Linked DNA regions of Mus musculus: all the other regions are linked to region 1. A link is a contact called in public ChIA-PET and HiChIP or PLAC-seq data. All regions are on one chromosome and are shown on one strand. Each heading gives the region's core, a stretch centred on a gene start, on an enhancer-like site or on the middle of the called end of the contact. The rest is flanking DNA. Distances are from core to core; before and after follow the strand shown.

The links. ChIA-PET counts read pairs in DNA pulled down with a chosen protein or histone mark. HiChIP or PLAC-seq counts read pairs in DNA pulled down with a chosen protein or histone mark.
Region 2: an H3K27ac HiChIP or PLAC-seq map of microglia shows a contact between it and region 1, with 4 times the contacts expected there. The contact joins the promoter of Smpd3 here to the promoter of Pskh1 in region 1. A contact is called at or near these places in 1 of 39 promoter capture datasets (pre-B cells), 1 of 115 datasets of contacts at active chromatin or transcription factors (microglia) and 1 of 9 other capture datasets (pancreatic islet).
Region 3: a contact with region 1 is called in a FOXA1 HiChIP or PLAC-seq map of pancreatic cancer cells. The contact joins the promoter of Zdhhc1 here to the promoter of Pskh1 in region 1. A contact is called at or near these places in 4 of 39 promoter capture datasets (cranial neural crest, frontonasal cranial neural crest, neural stem cells and 1 more) and 2 of 115 datasets of contacts at active chromatin or transcription factors (large pre-B cells and pancreatic cancer cells).
Region 4: an RNA polymerase II ChIA-PET map of memory CD8 T cells shows a contact between it and region 1, with 42 read pairs. The contact joins the promoter of Slc7a6 here to the promoter of Pskh1 in region 1. A contact is called at or near these places in 1 of 484 Hi-C or Micro-C datasets (embryonic stem cells), 3 of 115 datasets of contacts at active chromatin or transcription factors (effector CD8 T cells, embryonic stem cells and memory CD8 T cells) and 3 of 9 other capture datasets (adipose tissue, liver and pancreatic islet).

The regions. Positions count from the first base shown.
Region 1 is chr8:105,896,976-105,903,541 of GRCm38.p6, forward strand. It overlaps Pskh1 (protein serine kinase H1), which reads left to right and starts at 3,499. Exons shown (of 3, transcript NM_173432.2): 1 at 3,499-3,565.
Region 2 is chr8:106,334,553-106,341,118 of GRCm38.p6, forward strand. Smpd3 (sphingomyelin phosphodiesterase 3, neutral) reads right to left here and starts at 3,413. Exons shown (of 9, transcript NM_021491.4): 1 at 3,260-3,413. 4930506A18Rik (RIKEN cDNA 4930506A18 gene) reads left to right here. Exons shown (of 3, transcript NR_126091.1): 3 at 520-1,202.
Region 3 is chr8:105,494,260-105,500,825 of GRCm38.p6, forward strand. It overlaps Zdhhc1 (zinc finger, DHHC domain containing 1), which reads right to left and starts at 2,803. Exons shown (of 14, transcript NM_175160.5): 1 at 2,551-2,803.
Region 4 is chr8:106,166,167-106,172,732 of GRCm38.p6, forward strand. Slc7a6 (solute carrier family 7 (cationic amino acid transporter, y+ system), member 6) reads left to right here and starts at 2,688. Exons shown (of 10, transcript NM_178798.4): 1 at 2,688-2,788.

The DNA.
Region 1 (6,566 bases), core at 2,249-4,748:
TATGTGAGCACGCTGTTGCTCTCTTCAAGCACACCAGAAGAGGGCATTGGATCCCTTTACAGATGGTTGTGAGCCACCATGTGGTTGCTGGGAATTGAACTCAGGACCTCTGGAAGAGCAGTCAATGCTCTTCTGAGCCAGCCCCAGCCCCAAGCCCCTCATTGACCTAGACTTTTATATCTCACTATGTCGTCCTGGCTGTCCTGGAAAACACTACATAGACCAAGCTGGCCTCAAATACATAAAGATCTTCCCACTTCTACCTCCTGAATACTGGACCTAAAGTTGTGTATCACCTTGCTAAGCCTGTCTATCTGTTTTATAAAATACATCTATTGTGTGTAGGTATGAGAGAGGGTGCTGGCAGATGTGACACAGTACACGTGTGGAAGTCAGGAGAAAAAAACTTAACAGGAATCGACTCTCTCCTTCCACTACACAGATCTCAGGGATTTAACTCAGGTCACCATCTTGCTGGCTATATATATATTTTTTCAATGTGTGTGTGTGTGTGTGTGTGTGTGTGTGTGTGTGTGTGTGTAGCCCTAGCTGTCCTGAAACTATCTGTAGACTAGGCTGGCCTCAGACTCACAGAGATTTGCCTACTTTTGCCTCCTGAGTGCTAGGATTAAAGGCATGGACAGCTCACGTCTATTTTGTTGTTGTTGTTGTTGTTGTTGTTGTTGTTGTTAGAATATTCTTTCATCGTTCTTCTTGGTCAAGAAACAGCTATTTCTTGATTGTCCTCACCTCTTCTAGAAAGTACTCTGTAATTGAATATAAGCTGAATGGAAAGTATCTCAAGATATACACAGAGCTGGGGCTTTTCCCTGTCTCCGCATAACACTGGATTGTGACTACCTACATCCCAGTGAAAATTCACAGATGTGGACTCCTCAAAGGTAAAGGGTGCTTTTTGTGTCTCTAGCACCCAATCTAAAAATAAAGAGTACAGCGTGGAGAATAAGGAATGAAAGAATCTCTTAACTCCAACATGGGCATTTTTATAGTCAACATGAGCTTGTACTAAAAATGACTCCAGGGCATGTCATCCTGGGACACCTCCCTCAGCATGGGCGTATAGTTGGGAGTGGTGTGCTGGAGCTTCGGATCCTGATAGTTTTCTAGACCTAGTAAATGGCCAGGAATAGCCTGCTTCTGTAAGCAGGGATGGCTGCTCTGGCCAGCCATTGGTGGGGTGGGGATTACAACCCTCCTACAGTGACCTACATTTACCCTGATGTTTGCTCCCTAAGTCCCTACTCTGCCATGGGCTGGGATCGGAGGTTGAGTGGGGGAAGACTTTGCTCTGTGGCCAGGGGCTTAAAGGCTTTATGGGTTTTATCTCAGAGCTAGCGCAGACGGTTGGGATGATAGCCAAGATGCCGGTGCCTAGGCATAGCTACCTAGGTCTAAGCACGGTCACAGTGTTCTACAGCTGTAGATCTATATAGACAAGGTGGAGTTGACCATTCAGATAGATGTCCTGGGACCAGTTGCCATCACACCAGAACACGTTCCTGCTAAGCCTGTGTTTTTCCCTAGATCCCAAACCAATACCTGAATATACAGCGTATACGAGTAAATACTCGTTCCTTTATTTGCCAAATACCTTGACAAATAAAAGACTATAGATTTCTGAGTGTTATCAACTCTGGACTTCTATATTATTTTTTTATTGTGAGACTAAAATCATGATTACAATATGTTCATAGTAAATATAAGGATAGGAAATTCGTATGGAAAGGCTTGAGGGTGACATCTTCCCCGAGAATTCATATAACTGTGGAAATGTCAGAGCTGGATTTGATCCCAGATTTGGCCCCAAAATCAATGCTCCTTTTTTGTTGTTATTAAAATTATTTATTGGGCTGGTGAGATGGCACAGCAGTTAAGAGCATTGACTGCTCTTCCAGAGTTCATGAGTTCAAATCCCAACAACCACATGGTGGCTCACAACCATCCGTAATGACATCTGACGCCTCCTCCTGGTGTGTCTGAAGACAGCTACAGTGTACTTACATAAAAAAAATAAACCTTTAAAAATTATTTATTTATTCACTTTATCACCCCTTCCTTTCCTCTCAGTAATCAGTCACACAGGTCCTTCCCCCATCCACTTTCCCTGTCTCTTTTGAGAAGGGGAAGCCCTACTCTGGGTATCACCCCTCCTCATGCTGTTTTTTTTAGGCAAGGTCTCCCTGTGCAGCAGCCCTGGGTATCCTGTTGCTATAGACAGACCATGCAGGCCTTGAACTCAGAGGTCCCCCCTCTGCTTCCCAAATCACACCAGGCTGGGTTAAAGTTCATGTTTTTAGTAATCCCATAACCCTTTGAGAAACAAATTTCATTGCTGCCATTTTGAAAGATGGTCTTAATCTGTATCCCAAGAAAACTTATAACTTCTATAACCTGGCCTTTTTTTTTTTTTAAACCTCTCACTGCAATATCCCCTTAAATTCCTGAGTGCCAGGATTATAGGCATGTGGGAACACACTGATGAATTTTTTTATTGAGATAGGACCTTAATAAATACACCAGGCTAGCCTCAAACTAAAGTCTTTCTTGTTGCTGCTTCCAAAGTACTAGGATTACAGGCTAACGATGTTTTGTCTTTTTTAAAAAAGTAAAAGTTGTTTCAAAACCTAGTGTGTTAGTACAAAAAAAAAAATCTTTATTTTTTTAATTAATTAATTTTTTGTTTTTTTTTCAAGACAGGGTTTCTCTGTATAGCCTTGGCTGTCCTGGAAGTCACTTTGTAGATCAGGCTGGCCTCGAACTCAGAAATCTGCCTGCCTCTGCCTCCCGAGTGCTAGGATTAAAGACGTGTGCCCCCACGTCCAGCTTCTTTGTTTATTTTTGAGACAGGTTTCTCTGTAATAGCCCTGACTGTCCTGGAACTAGCTTTGTAGACCACACTGGCTTGGAACTCAGAGATCCTCCTGCCTGAGTGCTGAGATTAAAGGAATGTGCCCACCATGTCAAGCTTGGTAACAATCTTTTTTATTCGTTATTTTATTTTATAAATCTCGTGATTCATTTGTGTTTGCATCAATACATTAACAATCTTTTTTACTTTTTATTTTATGTTATAAATCTCGTGATTCATTTGTTTTTGCATCAATACATTAAAAAAAATTAGCCCTGGCGTGATGACACACTCCCTTGCCCTTCAAGAACTCCTTCATCTATAGAAGAATCTTGCCATTTTTTTTCCATTTCTCTCGGTCATTACCTTTCCCAGAACTTTTCCCTCCACAAATGGCTCCCCAGCGGTGTCTAGCGGCAAACAGACCCACCCCTGGAAAAGAGCTCTGCTCCGCCCCGAAGACGTTGATTGGCAGGCACTCCGAACCCCCCCCCCCCCCTACACACACTTGCGTTCGCGTCTGGAGGCTCCGCCTCCCTTCCGTCCCTTGGCCGCCCAAGTTTGTTTTGGCGTCAGGCGCGCGCAGTAATGACGCCACCACGCTGACGCGGGAGGATGGCGGCGGCGCCCGTGGCCTGGGCTGGGAGACGGTGGGCTGAGCCGCCGAGACTCCGGAGAGCCCGCCGCCCGCGCGAGGTGAGGCCTTCCGGCTCGGGGCTTCGGCCTGACCGGCGTGAGGGGCCTGCGAGTTCAGCCGCGGGCGCAGCCAGGGCCTGGCGCGACTCCGAGCCCTCGGTCCCCGTGCACTGGGGCCTGTGGGCTGGGGAGCAGGCCGGGCTGTGGCTACCCGCGGTCCCCAGGCATGGCCTCGAAACCTCCTGCCGCGTTAGGCCCGATGGACTTGGTCATCTGCCTGTCTGTGGCCCAGCCGTCCCGCGTCCAGCGCGGGTCAGGTTGATCTAACCTTGTTGTGTGCGGCGCCTACTCCACACCCTTCCCTTGCGACTGAACGCCAGGGTCCTGCGGGGGCCATCGATCGCTTCCATGTACTGGCTGGAAAAAGGGCCAGAGTCCAGCTGGGTCGCTTGCAAGGCAAACCTGTCATACTTATAAGGAGAGCCCCGCTCAGTCCTCTGAAGCTGCTGCGTGTATAATTCGCACCAGAAAAATCACTCGTTAAAATTGCCTCCTTAGTCACTGTAGGGAAAAACTAAACCTTGTAGCCTGCAGCATTCAAAGCTTATCATAATCGGATGTGGCCTACCTAGCCCTGCAGAGAACGCCTGGGCACGTCTGTACTGCGATTATGTAGTGTTTTGTTGAGGCATGTGAGCCTCCTATTAACTCTGTGGTTTCATACCCTCGAGGTTCAGATAGCTGCTTTCTCGGTTTGTGAAACTTCCGTTCATTTCCACCCTCACTCACCAGTAGAGGAAATTAACCTGTGTCTTTTTGAATCTATCACCAATGTCTTTTCCTTGGAAAACTGTCTCCTGCGTTCACACAGTAGTAGTGTTTAGTTAAAGCTATCGGGACACTGACTTGAATAGATACAGATTAAGCCTTGGGGGAACATCTGTCATGGCCAGCATTTTGAGATAGTCACAGCAAACAGTGACATCTTGAAGTATTTTTTTTCAAGATACAAATTCAAGAGTTTTACTCTTCTCTAGATGTGGTAGACTACACTTCCGATCAATAAGGGCTAGTTTAGGCTACATAGTACATTTAGGACGAACCTGGGCTATATGAGACCCCGTCTCAAAAACAAAATACTCCAAAGCCCTGGTTTGGTGGTGCATGCCTGTGATCACCGCACTCCTGAGAGAGAAGCAGGAGGATGCCCAAAAGTTAAAGGACAGTCTGATATAGTGAGGCTGTCTTGGGGGTGGGGTGGGGGGAGTCTTCACTTTATTTTTCTGCTGATTTCGTTGATGGAAATTGAACTCAGGGCCTGAACCCTTTTCACTTAGCTACATGGTCAGCTTACAATGTATGGTAGCTTAAATGCTGTAACCCCAGCATTTGCGAAGCAGAAGGAGCAGGATTACCATGGTACTTGAGATGATCCCAGACTGCATATCGAGTACCAAGTCAGCCAGGACTACAGAGTGAGACCCTGTCTCATGAAGCAAAACAAAAAATAAGAAAGAAACAAGATATGAGGTAGAAATCTGTGCTTTTAAAGTTTTTTTTAAGTCTCCTTCCTCCCCCTGTACAGTGATTGATCCTGGGCATTTTGCATTCTAACAACTGAGCTGTGTCCCCTTTTCAGAAAATTGTGAAAATGATGCAGTCAGGGCATAGTTGTGCACACCTGTAATTCCAGCATTTAAGAGACTGAGGCAGGAGGATTGCTCTAAGTTTGAGGTCAGTCCTGCTTCTATAGTGAGTTCATCAGTCAGTGTAGCCTGGGCTACAGAGTGAGACCCTGTCTTGAAATTAAGAAAGCAAAGCTAATGATATTACTGTACTTCTTGGATGAAGATTTGTGCTATTGCCCCTGGAAGCTACTGGCCTTGTAGACTCCTGTTATGGATCGTTGCCCATACCTTGGAAAGACTTTGAAAGATCTAAATATATGCCAATAATGTTCTATTGAGGTACACCCCTAGCCCCAGAAAACTTCCCTGTCCATCTGTCTATCTCCCTGTGTGTATGTGTGTGCTCACTCGTGTCGGTGAGTAGGTAGGTAGGTTGGAGACAGTTTGTGAGAGTTGGTTCTCCTGTTGGTTCTAGATAGAATCGGGGGTCAGTCTTGACAGCAGGTGCTTTTGCCACTGAGCTCTCTTGCCAGCCACATCATGGTTGATGTTTTTGGTTTGGATCTAATCAAGACTAATACCACTGAGGTAGAACCCTGGCCATCTTTTTCACTTTTGATTTTTTTTTAAAAACATTCTTTTTTTTAAACAATATTTATTTATTTATTATATGTAAGTACATTGTAGCTGTCTTCAGACACTCCAGAAGAGGGCATCAGATTTTATTACGGATGGTTGTGAGCCACCATGTGGTTGCTGGGATTTGAACTCAGGACCTTCAGAAGAGCAGTGGGCACTCTTAACCACTGAGCCATCTTGCCAGCCCCACTTTTGATTTTGAGATGGGGTTTTACTACGTTATCCAAGCTGGACTTCAACTCACTCTGAGACAGGTCTTGGGATTTTCCTGCCTCAGCTTCCTGAGTAGCTTGGATTATGGGCCTTTCCCACAAGCCCCAGCTAGATAATGTCATCATTTCCCACCCCACCCCAGGGTTCTTTGTGTAGTTCTGGCTGTCCTAGAACTCATTCTGTAGACCAGGCTGGCCTTGAACTCACAAAGAGTTCCTGTCTCTGTCTCTTGGGTGCTGGGATCAAAGGCACACACCACTACTGCCTGGCAAAAACGTCTTCTAAAATTGTTCTTCATATTGTCTGTGTGTGGGATGATGCCCTGTGTCTTGTGTTTTCTTCAAGGTCATTTGTAGGTATCTGAGAGCTCTGATAACATCATTTCTCATCAGATAGATACAGTTGATCACTCCTCTAAAGGGATTTAGGGTTCTAATTTACTAGAGGGTGAGTTTGCTGAATAGGCAAGTTTTCTAAGTCTAATTGTAATCCTGTGCTTAAGATGAATAAATGAGCCAGAGAAAGTGCAGCCTACAGGAAAGTTGCCTCTGACTTTGAGGTATAGTTTCACATTGTAGATT
Region 2 (6,566 bases), core at 2,163-4,662, 440 kb after region 1:
GATGCAAATCACATGGATGCCAAAGTAAGAACAATGCCAGGTATTTAAATACCTCCTTCCCTCTGAGGAGCTCTCACAATTTTGTGACAGTGTGAGATCCTTTCAGAGCGACTCCAGAAGAGACACATGTCTCCAGGTGGGCACTTAGGACTGAGCATGTCTCTTCCATCTCCCCAACTCCAGTCCTTAGGAAGAGCCAGGCCTCAGGGACCTTTTTGTTTAGTAATTCCAGATGTCTGAAGGTTCTAAGCCACAATGTCAGGGAGGAAGATGAGGCTTGGTTCTGAAAATGTTGCTGACTGCTTTAATAACGAGGAAGAGGCAGAGATGAAAAGTGGAATGTGAGAGGAAGGGAAGAGTGAAGAAAGGTAAGGGAGAGAGCCTAGAAAGGTAACAGAACTTCCCTGAACTTGATCATCAGAGGCAGAGCTGGTAGAGTTATAGGGCTATTAGGAGTAATTGGTCACAACTGGAGACAATGTCCTAATAAATGTTTTTGCTGCCCTTTCTCAACTGTAGGCTTCAGACCCACTTTTCCATGCGACTGAAGACAGCAGCAGTTTTACTTCTCGGTGCCGTTTGAAAGAAGCCTAGACAAGAGCGGCATCTTGCAGAAGGAAGGTGTCTCAGTGGGAAAGTGCTTCCTTAATAGGCATCCCAGTCCTGTTTTCCATCCTCAGCACTATGAGACAAGCAACCAAACACAAAACAAGGACACCTACTCCAAAGGTAGACAGGAAATTCGCCCCAACAGAAAGGTGTGTGGTTCAACAATGTCCACAGCAGCTCCGAGCCTACAGGGGAGTAGTGGTTGTCAATTTGTGCTTTGGCTTGACTTCCTTCCAGCAGAGGTCACTGTGGATGCTGGCAGTGGACACTTTAGGGAAAAGGATCAGGTAGGCTTGGCTGACTGGAGTTTCCACTGCCTGGTTCTTTCACAGTCCATAATCTATCCCCTTAATTTATGTGAAGGAGATAATCTTGAAGCGACCTGAAAAAACTTTGTGGTAAAAGCGATGGTGGTAGGGAAACTTAGGTCAGTGGCTGGGACTAATAAGGCTGAGAGGGCTGCATTCATCTTCTAGGAATATTAAGACAGAGTCTCATTATATAGTTCAGGCTGACCTCTAACTCGTGGCAATCCTCCTGCCTCAACCTTTCAAGTGCGGGATTATAGGCTTGTGGCCACCATTACTGGCTTGTACCTGGTGTTTCTGAGTCTCCATTTGTGACCAATTACTGGTAATATCCCTGTAGCTCTACCAGCTCTGCTCATATACCCCTTCCAGCCTCTATTGACAGACTTCCCAAATCTTCCTTGGCAGCCAGTGGTTGTGATAAGGTAGGTTTTGGTCATTAGGGCAGCCCCCTACAGCATGATAAGGTGCTCCAGGGAATGAGGACTGATAAAGATTTCAGGGTCAGATTTGGGTGCCCAAAGGGCTAAAGAGGGTGTCACATTCTTGTGAAGTTTCACTGACTGGAATATAGCCAGTCCTTCAGGTTGGACCCGAGGCAGTTTAAAGCTGCCTTCATCCTGAAGTTGAACCTTAGGTCAGCAACTGTGACTTGAGAGTTAAAAGGATAACTGTCTTGCTACCTTCTACATCTAAGCTTGGTTCCTCTTCCTCCTCCTTCTTCCCACCCCTCCCCCAGCCATATGCATAGCCTCACCACAGCAAGGCACACGCGTGAATACTGGAGCATGGACAGACACATTCATCCAGTCACATTTTCACTCACGCTCTGCCCCACACACCACTATCAATAAAAATCACATCTAGCCACAAAACCAAATTTGTCCTAATATAGCTGATAGGGCATGAGGTTGAATGGGTTTAGTCAGCATGCTTCTTCAGATCCCCTCAACTGCAAGGTAGAGTCCCTGGTCATCCCTGTCCTCGTGGTCACAAGTCCTGCCTCTAGTAACCATCAATCCCATCGCATTCTTGGGGCAGGACTGGCAGTGGGGTTGGAAGGTGGGGACAGAGAAGAGTGTATGGCACAGGACCCAGCACAGCACAGCCACCTCCTCCCTCGGGATTTTCCATCCCGGCTCGCGCGGGCCCGCGAGGAGCGAGCGCGCTTTGTCTCTCTCGCTCTCTCTTCTCCTAGCACGTTTCCGTGGAAGCTACCCGTGCCGCGCCCGAAGCCCCCCTTCCTCAGCCGCGCCCCTCGCGCAGTCCAGCCCTGCACGCCTGCCAGTGCCGCCACCGCCGCTTTGTCCTCCCGTGGATGCCTGGGCAGAGCGCGAAAGCCGGGCACCTGAGAGCAACCCCTGCTCGCAGGGTACCAGATCTCGGCGTCCAGATCTGGAGCGCGCTCGGCATGCAGCGGAGCATCCCTCCAGGATCCGCGAACGCGGAGGAGCTGCGGGTTGCTGGAGAGGGAGACCACTGGGTCCTTTCCCTCAGGTGCCCATCTAGACTCTTAGCCGTGGTGCTGGAGCTCTAATTCCCGGGGTGTGGCGGAGCAAGAGAGATGATCTCCACTCTCTACTGCCTGGGACCTGGATCTAGGTGGAGAGGGCCTGGGAAATAAGATCCAGGTAGGGAGGGGTACCTCAGACTCTCACTTCTACCCACCTCCCACACCCAGGCTATTCAGACCTTAGGTGCGGCTCCATCACAGAAGACCCAAGCATCCATCAGTGCTTGGAGCAGGGTGGGGAGGAGTCCTGCAGCCCTTCACTTTCTCCATTCCCAAAAACAAATATCCCACAAAGAACCCAACTGTGAGCAAGTCATAAGGGGAGAGCCTGGATGTAAAGGAGGGCAAAGGGAAGGGTCTCCCTAACAACTCGAAACCTAGGAGAGTCTAAGAGGAGGGGAGGTGTCTCATCAGTCACATCCCAATCCCTGTTTGCAGCCTGTTTGCAGCCTCGAGCTGGGGTGTTGTAAGGAAGGGTCCCTCTATCTCCAAACCTCTCATCCCAGAACAGTCCCTCCATCCTCAACAACCCAAGCAGCCTTGACTTTAGGCGCAGGAAAAGGGAGACTCCAAGCCTTTTTCACGCTCTCCTACGAGAGACCAGAGAGGGTCTTCCAGCCCTTCATCCCTTACACTCAAGAAGCTCTTTCACCATACGACAAAACCCAGCCGAGGTTGCTCCGACCTCAGGCCCTGGGCCACGAAGAGGCCCGCAGTCAGTCCCTCCAGCTCCACGGACAGATGGTGTTAAGTGCGGCGAGGACACGTCCCATCAACTCCCCAGGCCCCCCTCTCCTCAATAAAACAAAAGCAAGTCCTTAGCACCCACCTCAGGTGGCGCACAGGAGGGCGCTCGGTGCGGGGCAGCGCACGCGGCGCCTCCCAGCTCCTCGCGACCGGGGCTTCCTAGAGACGGCTCTCGCGGCGGCGATGGTTACAGCGACCGCGGCTCTGGCATCCGGAGCCTCCCTCGGACTCAGCACCTGGAGCGGCGAACAGCTCCGCGCCTCATTCCGCTGACCCCGCCTCCCGCGAGCTGCTCTGGCCAATGGAGACGCAGGATCCGCCCAGGAGGTTGCCTATTGGGAGGTTCCGGTCCCTCCGTTGGGACCTCGCCCCCAGAGACCGCCCAAGTGTTTGCTCTGCCTGCTGGAACATGTAGTCTCTTAGGGCTGTGGAGTGGGCTCGTGCCGCGGGCTTGTAAACAAATGGACTACATTTCCCAGAGTGCATTGAGGAGCCCTAGGCGCGGAGGAGGGTGGGAGGACTGTTTCCATAGCAAACTCAGCCCCTTGGGGAATGGGGGATGGGGAAGTGGGGCAGGCCTTGGGACCCTTGCAAGACCACATGTGATCTGTGGTTAGCGTCTTGGAAGACGGATTCGGTTATCTTTTTCTCTCTGTTTCTACTTGAGGACCCTGGGCCTCAGTTTCCCTGTCTAGGAAGAAAGGTAACGAGACGGCCTCGCTGCAACACTCGGTGGAGCCAATCGAGAGCGAGACGCTTTGGTTCCTCCCCACCAGAGATAAAGGATACTGGAGGAGACCTTCACACCTCAATCTGAACTTTTATATTTTTTCCTTAATTCTGACACTGAAGGTTTGTTTGTTTTTTTTGTTTTGTTTTGTTTTTTTGTTTTTTTTTTTTTGTTTTTTTTCTTCTGGCCACATTCCTTGCGCCACTAGGACCTTTCCTTCTTGTCCCCACATTTTTGCAGTCTCTCCTTCAGTACTTTCTGGTAGAGTGAGCTGCTTCTGCCTAAAACCTTTCACAGGCTTCCTCGGGCCTCTGGGATCAAATCCACTTTTCACAGCAAAGCTGGAAAGTCCCTTGAGAATTGGACTCCACTCTCGTTTGCATCGTTCTGAACTTTGGAAACTGGCAAGCCTTGAGTACTGATTTTTCTCTCTTCCTCTGATCCCCTCCATCATGCCGTCCTCCAACTCCTCAACATCCTTTAAGCCCCAGTTTAAATGTTGCCTTGATGTGTGACGACTTCCTTGATGTTCTGCCGAGTGTTGCACATCTTCTGTGTCTGTCAGCCTCTACTTCCCCTATTTGATTTGCATGTTTACACACCCAGCTTCCTCATGAAACTAAACTTATAAAGCAGAGGCAAGTCCTGTATTATTCATATTTATAGTTCCGTGTCTACAACCTCTGACATACAGGAGGCACTCAACAAATGCTGAGATTTACCTATAGTTATTGAAAATGAACAGCGGTTTATCTGATTTCAGCATACACCTTCAAAAAATGTTTATTTTCTAAGGTGTTTCCCACTCCTAAAGATGTTCACTAGAAGGATGCTACTGGTTGAAAAAAAAAAGTTTAAATGCCATTCATACTTTTAGGATTGGTTGGGATTTTGTCTGAATGTCCCAGGGTCTTTCTACTACTGTGGTTCTAGAGAAATATATTTGTGCCTGCTATTCCTGTCAATTCCCCCACTAAATGTCACCAGTTCCTCTATTTTAGCTGTTGGCCCTACTTTCTATGTCTAAATGCCTGCCTCCCACTCCCTTTCTGGGAAGATCTTCTCTCACCTGTCAGTCATGAAATAAGATGCTGGCTGGCCTTTAAACCTTCTGCTCAGCATCATAGGACTCCACAGTGATTTCCTGCCTTGCTAGGTAGCATTTTTTCCTCCTGAATCCCCAGGAAAGATTCTGATACTGACTAGATGTCTCATTAATTCCATCCATAGTTTGTTTGTCATCGTCCTAGAAGTTTAGGGTGTATGAAAACACAACCATTCTGGAAAGAATGCCTTCATGTGCATAGTTGATTCACACTGGGAAAGGAAGTAACTGGAAAGACTACTATTCCAAACAGAGCCTGAAAGAAAGGAAGCCTGCTATCCCGGTACAGAACAAAGGCTAGGGCAGAGGATGAATAAAATGTTAGTTCTTCCCTAACAGGACCTCGAGTAAGCCTCGCAGAGGGGCTTTGATCTTGGCTAAATCATGGAGGAAGGCCACTGGGGCTGACTTAATAGACACAGCCTCATTACTAAGGATGAGTTACTCATTACTGCCAGGAGCACAGGGAAATGGGATGTGTTGAAGCTCAGTATCCAAGTCTGTGGATACAGTGAGAGCAAAGGCTGTTGGGAGAACAGAACTATGCCATACAGTGGACATCCACAGAAGCCTAGCGAAGAAACCCACCAAAAGCCGGAGGTGAAGCCCTTGGAGGTCAGTTGAGCCCTTTGAAAGTATCGCTAGGGCAGGAAATTAGATTGACAGAGCACCTACCTACCTGTACACGGCCTTTTGTCTGACTCCGAGTATTGCCCCTCCCACAAAAGTTATGCTAATTTTCAGGAAATGGTACCAAACAGGAAAAAAGTTAAGGTTCCTGGATTCTCCCAGAACCCCCGTGGGTACTTAAATAAAATCTGCTAGAGTCGAGAAGCCAGGTCCTAATCCTGATTTTTATCTCTGATTAGATGTGTGACCCTGGGCTGGACCTGTTTCTTCAGCTATAAAATGCTGTTTACTGGTGTTAGGAAGAAGCTAATAAGGGTACAGGTGGGGAAATTCAAACCCATTTGCTGGCTTACAGAAACTGCCTTCTGGGGTTTATAGTTTGCTTATTTGAAAGAGTTGCAAGGGATAGATAAAGCTGCCTTGTGTGAAGCATTTCACACACATTAGGACTCAGCAAACGCTTTTCTACTTTTAGATTTTTGGGTTTTTTTGTCTTGTCATCAGATATCCGTTCGACTGAGGAAACAGGGGATGATGATACCCAGGGCAATTAGGGTTTGACTCTCTCCCCTCTCTTCGTACTTGCATGACTCGCTCAGGTTATTTAAGCTTTAATCTCTTGCATCCCAGTGTTCTCATCCGAGAAATGGAGGTGATGATACCTCAGAGCTGAGAGGATGACCTGGATGAGTTATAGTGCCCGACACATGAAAAAATGGTCAGTAGATTTAGTTTCTCATTTTAGGGGCAATTTTAGAATTCCCAATGGAATGGAATTCCGGGTGCCTAGCAGCTAGCGTTGTAGAAGATTCCAGAAGAATGTCATGCTAGTTTCCTCCTGCTTACAGAGGAAAACAGAGGGGGCTAGAGGGATGGCTCAGTAGTTAAGAACACTTGTTGCTCTTGCAGAGGACCTGGTATTAC
Region 3 (6,566 bases), core at 1,553-4,052, 400 kb before region 1:
AAGGCTACAAGTCCCAAGCCCAGCCTTGGTTAGATAGCAAGACTATGTCAACACAAACAAGCACCCAGAAGGGATGGACAGACAGACAGATATCTATGTTTCTATAGGCACAGAGTACTCTGGGCAGGAAATGGCAGAATCCAAATATGGGCAATTTCTATGAAGCTCTCAAAGTTAAAAAAAAAAAAAAAAAAAAAAGGATAGCTCTGTGGAAAGGAAGGCCTGGATTCAATCTCCAACAACGAGACCAACACACACACACACACACAGAGACAGACAGACAGAGAGAGAGAGACAGAGAGACAGAGAGACAGAGAGACAGAGAGAGACAGACATACCAAATAAACCGTTGAAGGATATCACCTCTAGCCCTCCTTGCTCCACTGTGCTGCCATGTGAACCAAATGAACCTGTGTGAGCTAGAGGTTTATACCTGGCTGGAAAAACCAGGAATTCCTGCCTAACAACCATTTGACAAGAGTGCTTGTTGAAGGGCTTTCTTAGCCTTGAAGGCAGTTCTGAGCCATTCAGTACTTGGAGGAAAGGCCACAGAACTTCCTGGCACTCTTAGGGGTCTGGTCAAAGTTGGAAACAGACACTGGGCATGAAACAGAGCTGCTGGGCAGGACACTTGTCTAGCCCTTGACCAAGAACGGGTGGTACCCTGTGAGCCCAGAACAAGGCCGAGGTGCACTCTACAGGAGGGGTACACTCCTGAGCAGCTGGCCTTCCTCTCCTAAGATTCCCCTGAGTAATTCTAAATCACGTTTTCAGTCTTTCCCCAGGACCTGCTTCTAAAATAATTCTCACTGAGATCTACTGTGCCTCCGTTTAGACCGCATACAGGGGAGCCGGGGAGAAAACGCTTTGCAGAGCACATTGGTTTAAGTGCAGAGAGTCACTTATAAAAGACTTCTAGGGCAAGTACAGTGTTTATTAAAACTCCCCACAGGTGCCAGGAAAATCTGTGTTCTTAAACAGTCTAAGTAGCTACGGTTCAACTGAGGGATACATATCACATCACTTCCAGAAAATAAGCTAGAGCTTAAAGCTGTTCTCAAAGGCCTCTCTGGTCTTTGGTCTCAGATAATGCGGCTGGGCCTTTACTCTCTCTCTCTCATAAACAATATGCTGAAGTCAGTTGCTATGGCAAGAGAAACTTGAAATGGTTCCTGAGTTGACATGCTGCGCAAACATTTCCATATTGTTCTCCTCCGCAGCAGCCACCACAAACACTGGGATACAAGTCCAGGAAGAGTAACAGAGGGCAGCAGGGACCAGAAACCAAATCAAGGGAAGGAGGCAAGGGTTGCTGACTTCTAACCAGGAAATCAACTGGTGATTGTAGGAGCCAGCCTCGGGGAACACCCACCAAGAAAAGTCATTAAGAACAAAGGGTGACAGAACAAAGTAAGAAAAACAATAGGGGGAGAAAAATCTAGGCTAATTAAACACCACAGCTGCTTTTATTACATCTCCTGGTGATTATCTGTATACAGCTGGTCTCCCACAACCAAAACATCAGCTCCACAAAAGGAGTGACCACCCTCATCTAACCTAGCTCGCCCTTGGTAAAGGAAGTGAAGCCACCCACTTCTTACCAGCTCTGCTACCCTAAGATCACTGAGCCCTTATGCTGTTTCCATAATAACAGCCGTTGCTGCCACTTAGAAGGCACTTATTCTACGCCAGGCGCTGCTTGAAGCGCTTACACAGAAATTCACTTAATTCAATACTCTGAGGTAGCCCTATGATTTCAAACTGTTCCCACAGATCTCTAGTCCTTGGTCTCATATGTGGCCTCCCCCATCCACCCCACCTCCACGATCCCCTGTTACTTTGTCTCATGACACGTGACACGAGAACATGACAACAACACTCCGTATGCACAGATGAGGACCGGGAGAGATTTGTGGGTTCCAGGAGGCTCGGCTACACTCGCTGCACTATGGTAATCTTCAAATGATTTCTGCTCAGCAGACAGAGAGGATAAAGCCCTTTTGAAAATTTGAAACTCATTAAACGCTTCAGGGACTCCCTTCACGTTCTGGGATAAAAGTTGAAAACCCTCACTTTAGGAACTACCCTAGCATTTCCGTCCCATACTATACTAATGCTCTGCTACCTGGACTTTTTTGTTCGCTTTTCCCTCTTTCAGAAACACCCTTCCCCTAGTCGCAATTCCGGCTCCTTCCCAGCCTCCGTGTTTAAGCATCACCTTTAGGGCCCACCCGAACCCTTAATGAGACCTGAAATTACTCTAGTCACGTGTCTGGCGCCTGTTTCCCCAACCCATCACTTAATTCTCTGTGGGTTGCGAAGGCTGAAGGCTCGGAGGCCCGACGCATGGCACATTGCCTGGCGATCGGTGGGCGCTCAGTGCGGATCTATGGCCCTGATTAATGATAAAAGGAAGTCCCGCGCTCCACTGGGTCGGCGAAACCCAGCAGCAGGCCGAGACAGGCCCAGAGTCCCGCCAGGCACCGGCGCAGCGCGGGCCGGTGGCTCAGGCCAAGCTCGGAGGTGAGAAACGCTGCAGCCGCTCCTCACCTGCGCGTGGTGGCAGCCGCGCCAGATGCGGCCTGCCAAGGTCAGCCAGCGGCTCGGCCCCGCCCTGCCCGTCCACCCTCCCCAGGGCGGCCGCACTTCAGACCGTCCGGGCAAAGTCGGTCCCCCGGACACGGAGGAGACGCGTCCCGGAGCGCGGCTCCATCCCGGACGGAGGTTGGGCCTCAGAGTCCTTCCGCCTTAGCAAGGACCCGCTGGCAGTGCAGCCGTGCCAGGCCAAGGCAGGCTGGGCCTTGCCCGGCGCGGGGCCCGTTCCCCTGGCAACAGCGCGAACTACGGCGCCCCACAGCGGCCAAACCGCGCTGCGTCACTTCGCAGGAGCATCGTGGCTCTGGGCGGAGTTTGCCAAGTGCCCCCTGACTCTAAAGCATGCCCACTCTCATTTTCCCCCATAACCTTTCACAGGGAAAATACACTCTCTTCCACCTCCCATCTACAATTTGTCTTCCAAGAATCCTACTCTCCTCAAAACGTGTCATGTATCTAGTTTCTCCTCTAAATCACTCTTGGGAAGACCCCAACTAATCTAGGGTTTTTGCTCATTTTCTTTTATTTTAAATTGTGTGTGAGTGTGTGTACATGTGCGCGCACGTGTGCATGTGTGTATTAGAAACAGGGTCACATGCTGGCCTCAAATTTGCGATTCTCCCACCTTTGCCTCCCAAATTTGCTGGAATTCTAGTAAAGATATGGCTGCTGCACTCTCAAAGTATGTGTTAAGTGCCAGGCACATCATGAGGAGCACTCAGGGATTCCTGCCCTTGAAGGAAATAACAGGTTGAAGGAGACAGACCTAAACAAATGCCTTACCCAACTGAAAATGTGAGCAACTACAATGTAAGGTGTGAAGTATAAGAATTTAGTATTGATAACACAAAATGTCTAATTTTTTTCTTCAAATGTTTTGTTTTTTGTTTTGGGGGGTTTTATTGTTTTTGTTTAGGGGTGTGATGGGGATTGAGACAGAGTAGTAGCCCTGGCTGACCTGAAACTCACTATGTAAACCAGGCTGGCCTCAAACTCACAGATCTGCCTGCCTCAGGCTCCAGAGTGTTAGAATTGAAGCATGTGCCACCACATGCTTTTTTTAAGAAAAGATTTATTTGAGGGGAGCTGAAGAGATGGATCATAGGTTAAGAGTAATGGCTGTTCCTCCAGAGGTCCTGAGTTCAATTCCCAGCAACTGCATAGGGGGTGGGGTGGGGTGTTCATAACCATTTATAATGGGATGTGATTCCCTCTCCTAGTGATATATATATATCACTCATATATATAAAATAAATAAACAAACCTTTAGAAAAAGATTTATTTGTGGGTCAGGGGGAGTCAGAGAGATGGCTCAGCAGTTAAGAGCACTAAGCACTCTTCCAAAGGACCCAGGTTCAAACCCTAGCACATGTATGACAGCTCACAACTGTCTGTAACTCCAAGATCTGACACTCTCACACAGACACACATGCAGGCAAAACACCAATGCACATTTTTTTTTTAAAGATTTATTTATTTATTATATGTAAGTACACTGTAGCTGTCTTCAGACACTCCAGAAGAGGGAGTCAGATCTTGTTACAGATGGTTGTGAGCCACCATGTGGTTGCTGGGATTTGAACTCCTGACCTTCGGAAGAGCAGTCGGGTGCTCTTACCCACTGAGCCATCTCACCAGCCCACCAATGCACATTTTAAAAAATTAAAATAAAAAGACTTGTTTGGGGGCCAGGAATGACAGCTCATGCCTTTGATCCCAGCACTCTGGAGGCAGAAGCAAGAGGATCTCTGTGAGTTTAAGTCCAACCTGGTCTATATAGTGAGTTTCAAGCCACTCAGGGCTATGTAGTTAGATTCTGTCTGGAAAAAGACAATTATTATTATTACTATTTATTATATGTGTTTGTGTCTGTACTCCATGGAGCCAAAGATGTCAGGGCCTGTTGGAGCTGGAATTACAGGTGATTGTGCTGGGTGCTGGGAGCCAAACACAAGTCCTCTACAAAAGAAATACAGGCTGCTGACCACTGAGCCATTGCTCCAGCCCCAAAAGATCTAAATTCTTTATTGCCCTTAAATCAAGCATAATTCCTTTTAGAAGCTCCCATCTTCAAATTCAATATAGGTCTCCTCCACTAGACTCTCTCGTCCCAGATTACTCCAAAGGACTTAGAAACACACACACACACACACACACACACACACACACACACACACACACACCACACTCTCCTGTCAGGATTCCTCTCTGCTACTGCCCCAGGCTACAGAGATTTTCTAGTTAGAACTCTGGGGGCCCCTTCTGGAACTTCTAGGGGACAGAACCTCTCTCTCTCTCTCTCTCCCCTTAGCCTGGCAGCACTCATATTACTCCTAGCACTGGAAGGCAGAGGCAGGGAGATCTCTGTGAGGTTGAAGCCAGCCTGGTCTACATAGTGAGACCCAGGACAGTTTTGAAAGCTCTAAAATGGTAAGTTCCTGGGGTAGCTACCCCACACTGGGCAGATAGGAACAGAAAGTGTATCTATCACTACAAATATGTAAGTCACATGTGTGAAGTAAATGTGACATAATTCTGCTCTGTCACATGCCAATCTGGGTCCTTATGCAAGTTAACCTCTCTATAATTTAAATTCTTGCTTTTAGGACTGACTGATAAAGCTCAAATTTGAAGATAATATCAAGGTTATTCTGGCTTCAGAAACACATATGACTCCTCAGTTGTTATCTGGAAACAGAGAACCCAGAGTCAGATAGAGAAATGAAGATGGAGGAAGGGTTAATTAATGTCCCCAGCAAGGAAAGAGACTCAGAGTCATAGCCTTCTACACCCCAGAGTCTCCTACCTCCAGGATACATCTCCTGCATGTCTAAAGAGCATCCTGCATGCAACAGATCCCTATATTCCTTCTTAGATTTTTTTTTTTTTACCGAAAACCCTGGTCCTCCTGGAGAGCACTACTCCAACTGAGCCTTTTGGGAAGAAGCACTATCAAGCTCCTTAGCAGCCCATCTCAGAGGCATCTTCACAAACACATTAGTTACTTACTTCCTGTGTCCGCGCTAAAATACCACGACAAGGCGGATTATAGAAGCATGTGTTTGGGCTTATGGTTGCAGAGGCATGAGTCCGCCAGGGCAAGGCAGCCATGGTGGCCAGCGGCAGTCTGTGTAGCAGGGGCAGGAAAACCGAGAGAGGGGAGCAGGAAGCAGAGAAAGCAAACTGAAAGTACAGTGACACCGTACTCTCTCCAGTCCGTTCCCAGTGGCAAACTTCCTTCTGCAAGGCTGCAGCTCCTAACCGCCCCCAAACAGCGCCATCAGCGGGGGACCAAGTGTGCCTAAGCATGTGAGAGACATTTCTCACTCAAACCACTACCTTCCACTCTCTGGCCCCACAGGCCATTAGCCTTATGATAATGCATTTAATCAAACTTCAAAAGTCTTCATAGCCTTTCTTTCATAGTTCTCAACACAGCATAAAGTTCAGGTCTCTTCTGAGACTCAGGCAATGTTTTTGGTTATTTGTTGTTGTTGTTGTTGTATTTTGTTGTTTTGGTTTTGAGACTATGTCTCCCTGGCTGGCCTGAAACTCATTACTTAGACTAGACTGGCTTCAAATTTACAGAGATCCACCTGCCTCTGCCTCCCAAGTGCTGGGATTAAAGGCATGCGCCCCCACGCCTGGCTTTCAAGACAATCTCTTAATTGTAACCCTCTGTAAAATAAAAACACAAATTACATTCTCCAACATATACCAGCACAGAATATATATTATCACTTCAAAGGGGAGGAATGGCCACACAGAGAAGAAATACTAAACCAAAGCAAGATTGGAACTCAGCAGTGGAAACAGCAAACCCTGTAGCTCAATATCTGGTATCAGAGAGCTTAGCTAGCTCTGCCCTGCAAGCTCTGCAGCTTACGAGACACATCTCTCTGGGACTGGTTCCTCTACCTGTCTGCAGCTTTCCTAGGCAGATGTCTTACAGCTCCACTGTATCCCAGACT
Region 4 (6,566 bases), core at 1,438-3,937, 270 kb after region 1:
GATCTATCCTGCAGGGCGTGCCCATTGACCAAGAATGCTGATGTTGGAAAGCCTCAGGTCCCTGGTCTGGTGTCTTGTACCAGCTTTGGGCTCAGCAGATTCCCTATGTGGATGGGAGACAGCAATCACTGGAAGCCAGATTTCTATATATAGCTATTGCAAGGACAAATGGGTGGCTCTTATTGAATGGAGAGGCGATGCTGGAGGGACTGATTCCATAAGTGAAGGGTCAGGCTCAACTGACCTAAATCTATGCAGGCTCACTTATTCTTCCAGAAGGTGTGTAAGGATGTAAGGGTGTCCAGCTGCTGCCCAGGCTGCAATACCTACAGCAGTTTCCCCTCCCCAAATTCTAATAGTCACTGCCTGACTCATTGTGGATCTCTTGGTAATGGCGTTTCTCAGGTGGGGTAGGGAGCTTACATCAAAGAAGTATTGGTGGTCTCATATCCTGCTCCCCACCCCTCACCCCCCGTACTACCCTTCCTCTTGCTAGGGAATCAGAGTCTGGCTGCTGGCTTGTGCTGGGGAGCCTCCCTCATCCTCAGATCTGTTGGATTCCTGCCATGCTCCTTCTTTGGAGCTGGAGCCTGAACTCAGGGCCCCTTTGAGCTGCGTCAGAGACTGATCAAGGTTTCGAAGACGAGAACCCAAAAGGGGCAGCACCAACAAGGGGTCCTCAAGGACTGCATCCTACGCCTATAGGTTGTTAACTTCCTAAGAAACCTGGGACCAAAGGCTGTGTGGTTCCTATTAACATGTTAAAGTGGACGAGGCCAGGCTCTGTTACTACCCAATCAAGAAATTGTATTAGTATTTCTCGAGCCAGGTGTGGTGGCGCAAGCCTTTAATCCCAGCACTCAGGAAGCAGAGGCAGGCAGATTTCTGAGTTCGAGGCCAGCCTGGTCTACAAAGTGAGTTCTAGGACAGCCAGAGCTATACAGAGAAACCCTGTCTAGAAAAACCAAAAGAAAAAAAAAAAAGAATTAGTATTTCTCACCAGCTTCTCTTTCCTGTATACTCTCTGACATTTTGGCTAAGTGTTCTCTTGGTTCTTCTCATGGCCTCTTGGTCCTTGCCACCTCTCTTCATTCATTTGCTTGCTCTCTCTCTCTCTCTCTCTCTCTCTCTCTCTCTCTCTCTCTCTCTCTTTTCCTGCTTTCCCCCACCCTGTCACCTCTCATGGCCTGGTCTATCCTGTTGGCTATGTTCAGGCTGGATTCTTCCAAATGCCTCTGGCTGTGCTCTCCCTAATAGCTACAATAAAAACCTTCTCTTCGCCGGGCAGTGGTGGTGCAATGCCTTTAATTCTAGCACTTGGGAGGCAGAGGCAGGTGGATTTCTGAGTCTGAGGCCAGCCTGGTCTACAGAGTGAGTTCCAGGACAGCCAGGGCTATACAGAGAAACCCTGTCTCAAAAAACAAAAAACAAAAAACCTTCTCTTCAACCATACCTAGGAGTGATCATGTCCCTGTTTTTTTCATTCATCAGGAAGGAGGAAGGAGAGCACTTTAGGAGAGGTTTAGTTAATTATTTGGTTTTTCCAAAGTTTAAGTGTAACAGAACCCTGGCTGTCCTGGACTCGATTTGTAGACCAGGATGGCCTCGAATTCACATAGAGTGACTTCCCACTGCCTCCTGAATGCTGAGATTAAAGGTATGGGCACTATTGCCCGGCACACTACTTATCTCTCAATAAGGTTTAAATCTTAAGCGAGAAATGCAGAAAGAATGGGGTCCCTTGCAAACAAACTCCCAAGTCTGTTTCTTTCAAGGTATCTGACAAGTTGTAAATATTTAGCCAGGAGATATGTTCCTCCTTTAGATGTTTCGTCCACTTGATCTCCTAGCAGGCTATTCCTGGAGGAAATACTGATTTCTTGGGTTTTTTGTTCTTGTTTTTTGTTTTTTTTTTTTTTTTTTTGTTTTGTTTTGTTTTTAAAGTCTGATAGCCTACGAGAAAAGCACAACTGTCTCGTTAGACTATATTTATCCCTGCCAGACTGGTCAGTTGTTAGAAGGTCCGGTGGAATATAAAAGGCAGGAAGTCTTAGAATGAACGCCAGCGCCACTAGAGGAAAAAGATAACCTAAAAGGAGATAGAGGAGCAACCAACGGGAGAAGAAAAGGTCAGGATGTCCCAGCATCCCCAAGAGGGGTGTCAGCAGGGTCGGGGGAGACCAGGACAAAGCGAAGAGAGCCAGAAGTGGCAGCCTTCCTGGGTCTAATGGAGTCTGAACTGAGTGTCAGAGCACCGGTCCCGGGAGTGTATTTCTTCCTGGGTTCCCGGGCTGAAGGGAGGCAGTTATCTAGATAGGGAGGCGGTCCAGAGCTCTTTGTGTCAACTGTCTGGGGTCCCACTGGGCGTGCAGTCCCCAAAGGCCAAGGAGGAGAAGGTGTGTGTGGGCCCGTTAGAGCTCCAAGCAGCAGCATCCTCACGTGGAGCCCCAGAGGCTTCAAGTGACTGCGTGGGGAGCCGGGGAGTGTCCATCCCAGGTGAGGGTGACCGCACCCCAGTCACAGCCCGCGGGGAGAGTCCGGGCGCGGCCTGCTGGAGGCTGCTCCGTAACGGTACGCGGATCGCCCAGGGCCCCGGCGTGCTCCAGTGCCCGGAAGCAACGCCGCCTGGGGCCCCCGCTCCGAGCCGGGTCCCCTGGCGGCGCGCGCTGTCGCGATCCGGTGCGAGTGACGTGGCGTGGGCGGGGCTTGAGCGGCCGCCGGGGCGACGGCGCGACCGAGCATCCTGGAAGCTCCGGGCCACGAGGAGGTAGCTGGCGAGGCCGAGGAGGTGAGGGGCTGGCTCCGGTTCGGCTCGGGGTCGTTCTGGTGTGCGGCCGAACACTCTTGCGTGGCCTCCGTGGCCGCGTGCTGGATGCGGGGCCGGAAACCGCGTGGGGCGGAGGGCGCGGGAGAGACGCGGCGGCTGAGAAGAGGACGCCGGGAGCGTGGATCCCTGGAGTGGACCGCCGTGTGAGGAAGACGCAGGCGCGCGCGCGGGCGCGTGTGTGGGGAGAGAGACCCCGAGGGTGGCTTTGTGAGTGTGCAAGATCCCGAGTGTAAGGGGGACTGTTTGTGAAAAACTGTGAGATGGTGAGTGTAAGGGGCCGTGTGTGTGTGTGTGTGTGTGTGTGTGTGTGTTTGTTTGTGTGTGTGTGTAGACGGAAAAACCCAGAGTGCGAGGAGGAAAACCGTGGGCGTGAGGGTGGCTCTGGAGTGTGTGCGACCCTGAGAGAGACGGAGACGGTGAAGGAGGTTTGAGTGTGAGAGAAGCGGGCGTGAAGGCTGAAGGACTGAGCCCTTCGCAGTCCGTGACCGTGCGAGCCTGGGTGAACCTCCCTGGAGCACTGAGAGGTGGCGGAGGAGGAGGAGGAGGAGGAGGAGGAAGAAGCCGTTGTGTGTGAGGAGGGCAGAGACAGCAGGGCGGGTGTGTGAATGCAGGAATGCAGCTTCTTGGGGGCTGTTGAAACCTCTGACTCCGGTTGGGACTTTTAGAGTGCTGAGGTATTGGCGTTTGGGAACACGGTGCTCTTACTCTTTTGAGTGTCTCCTGTATTTTGTCGTCTCATTGGACCATCTCATGTCACAATTATCAGGAAATATTTGGGAAATGTTCGGAAAATTTCTGTTACTCTGCACACCAAGCCAAAAGGCTGGTCACCGCGTTGTGTAATGGGTCAGTATAAATAGAAAACACCTAATTTAACAAGTCTTGGGGAACCAATCGAGATCACTGGGTTATGTGTTGGAGAGAATGCAATCTCCGCTGTTATTGGGGGGCGGGGAGAACGACCCCTCTCAGTTTTGGGCAGCTCATCTAACAGGCTATATATGCTCAGCTGTTTGGCTCCTTATATCTGAGAGCCAATCGATCTCGGATTTAAAGACTTAGGGGGAGCAGATTTTAAAGTCTGCAACTGCTTCCTGGGGTCATTTTTACTTCTTTACCTGGTGAGGTCCTTGAGGAATCTACCCAGGCTTCCTATTTTGTTCAAGTTCCATTGTGATTTCATACAGATAGCTTTTGCTTCCCGACATGGGTCTTAGGCTGTTTACTTGAGTTATATTTGATTTTTCTTTCCTGGCAAATGTGTGGAAAAATCACCACCCTGGTGGAGAGAGAAGGCAGTACTTGCCATGCAAGTGGGTTTCATTTCTAGCACCTCGAACCAAAGAGAAAAAGAGAGACAAAGATGGAAACCATAAGCCTGATCCCCTCTCCATACCCTTCCCCACTGGAGACAGGGCTTCTGTGTTTAGCCCTGGCTGGACTCTTCTCTGTAGACAAGGATGGCCTTGAACTCAGAGATCAGCCTGTCCCTGCCCCCCCCCCCTTTTTTTTAAACCAAAAGCATGTTTCATTTATGTGGCTGGTCTGCTAAGTTTCTTGGTAGAGGAAATTCTAGAGTGTGGAGATGTTCTATAAAAGTTGTGTAAATGATGCTCTTAGAATCAGGGTTTCTCTGTGTAGCCCTGGCTGTCCTGGAACTCACCATGCTGACCTTGAACTCAGAGATCTTCCTGCCTCTGCCTCCTTACAAGAGGAAATAGTATCCTAATGCTTTCTATAAGTTAATATTTTTTTGATAAGTAGCTAAGAATTTATTCTTTGTTGTAGAGATTGAATGGCCAAAACAGAGAAGTAATTCCTTGAAGTAAGGAATAATTTTCTCTTTGGTACCCGACCCATTTGTGATCAAACAACTTTAAAAAAATGTGAATTTTTATTTAGTTTGGACAGGTGACTATTACCACTCTGTTCTTTATTTGCTTTTTTTTTTTTGTTTTGTTTTAATGATTTATAAAAAGGAATCTGTAGGGTTTGTTTGTTTGGTTGGTTTTTCTGAGACCCGGGTTTCTCTCTATAACCCTGGCTGTCCTGGAACTCACTCTGTAGACCAGGCTGGCCTTGAACTCAGAAATCCTCCTGCCTCTGCCTCCTGAGTGCTGGGATTAAAGGCGTGTGCCACCACTGCCTGGCTGGAATCTGTAGAATTTGCATACTTTGTAACAATGATGCTAGTAAAAGGGCTTAAAAATCATAGTGTTATGAAACATAACACATGTTATTAGTAAATAAATTATGCATTTATATTTTTAATTTTTTTTCAAGATAGAGTTTCATGTAGCCCAGGCTGGCCTCAGACTCTGTAACTGAGGACGACTTTTAGCATCCCAAGTGCTGGGATTATAGGCCTGAGCCACAATTTTGTTTTCTATTTTATGTTTTCTTTTTTTTTTTTTTTTTTTTAAAGATTTATTTATTATTATATGTAAGTACACTATAGCTGTCTTCAGACACACCAGAAGAGGGAGTCAGATCTTGTTACGGATGGTTATGAGCCACCATGTGGTTGCTGGGATTTGAACTCTGGACCTTCGGAAGAGCAATCGGGTGCTCTTACCCACTGAGCCATCTCACCAGCCCCCTATTTTATGTTTTCTAAAGAGTAATTTCTGGTGACTTATAATTTAAGATATGATGTCTAATCATTACTTAGGAGGCTGAGAGTTAGAGAGTTCAAGGCCCCCTGGGCTATGTAATGAATCCCAGGTTAGCCTGAGCTGCAACTGAGAGATCCTGTCTCAAGAAAAAGAAACAAAACAAGCGGAAAACCGGAGCCCTAGAAAAGACTGTTTAGCACATACTGTTGAAATAAGAATATCTTATCCACTGTGACTGGAAGTAAATTATATCTAAGTTAGCTGATAGTCTCCATAAAAAGAAAGACAATTTTTTTAACTTAAAAAAAAAAAAAAAGCTACAGGGGAGGGCGGATAGGATAGGTAGGGGATTTCCGAAGGGGAGATCTAGAAAGGGGAAAACAATTTAAATGGAAATAAAGAAAATATCCAGTTTAAAAAAAAATACCAGAAAAGAAAAGAAAAAAGCTACAATAAATATATTGACACCTTTCTTTGTAATTGCATTTTTATATTGAGTTACTTTTTTCTTTAAAAATTGAATATGGTAGTTTTCCTTATTAAATTTTTATGAAGAAATAGCAGGGATCTGGGATCTCATTTACAACCTGCTGCAAGAGCTGCTGGAAAATAGAATGAAATCCTGCAAGAAACTGGTGCTGCTGCTGCTGCTGCTGCTACTGTTCCTCCTCCTCCTCTTCTTCCTCCCCCTCCCCTCTTCTTTTCGGTGCAGGGGATTGAACCCGCATCTCAAGCCTCATCCTGGCTAACTATGCACTCTACCCTCCACCCGTTGATTCTCACTCTCAGCCCTGAGATGTGTCTTTACAAGTAGAGTGTAACATTGTTATTTCAAGAAAGGATCTTTTGTGGGGGTACAGTGAATGATTCATGGAATTTTTTTTTTTTTTTTTTTTGGTGTTGCTTTAGAGATACCAGCATGTTAGAGACTGAGACTAGTAACTATGTATGATTGTTTTATACTGATGTATTTTAACTATTGAATACAATTGAAGGCAGTCAACAAAGGAGATTTGGTAGGATTTCTGATAACTCACTTCTAATACCAGACTTGATAGTGGCTTAAAATGAGTCACTTAAGCCAGCAATTGTCATCCCATTGTTTTAGAGTCTCAGATCTCTGT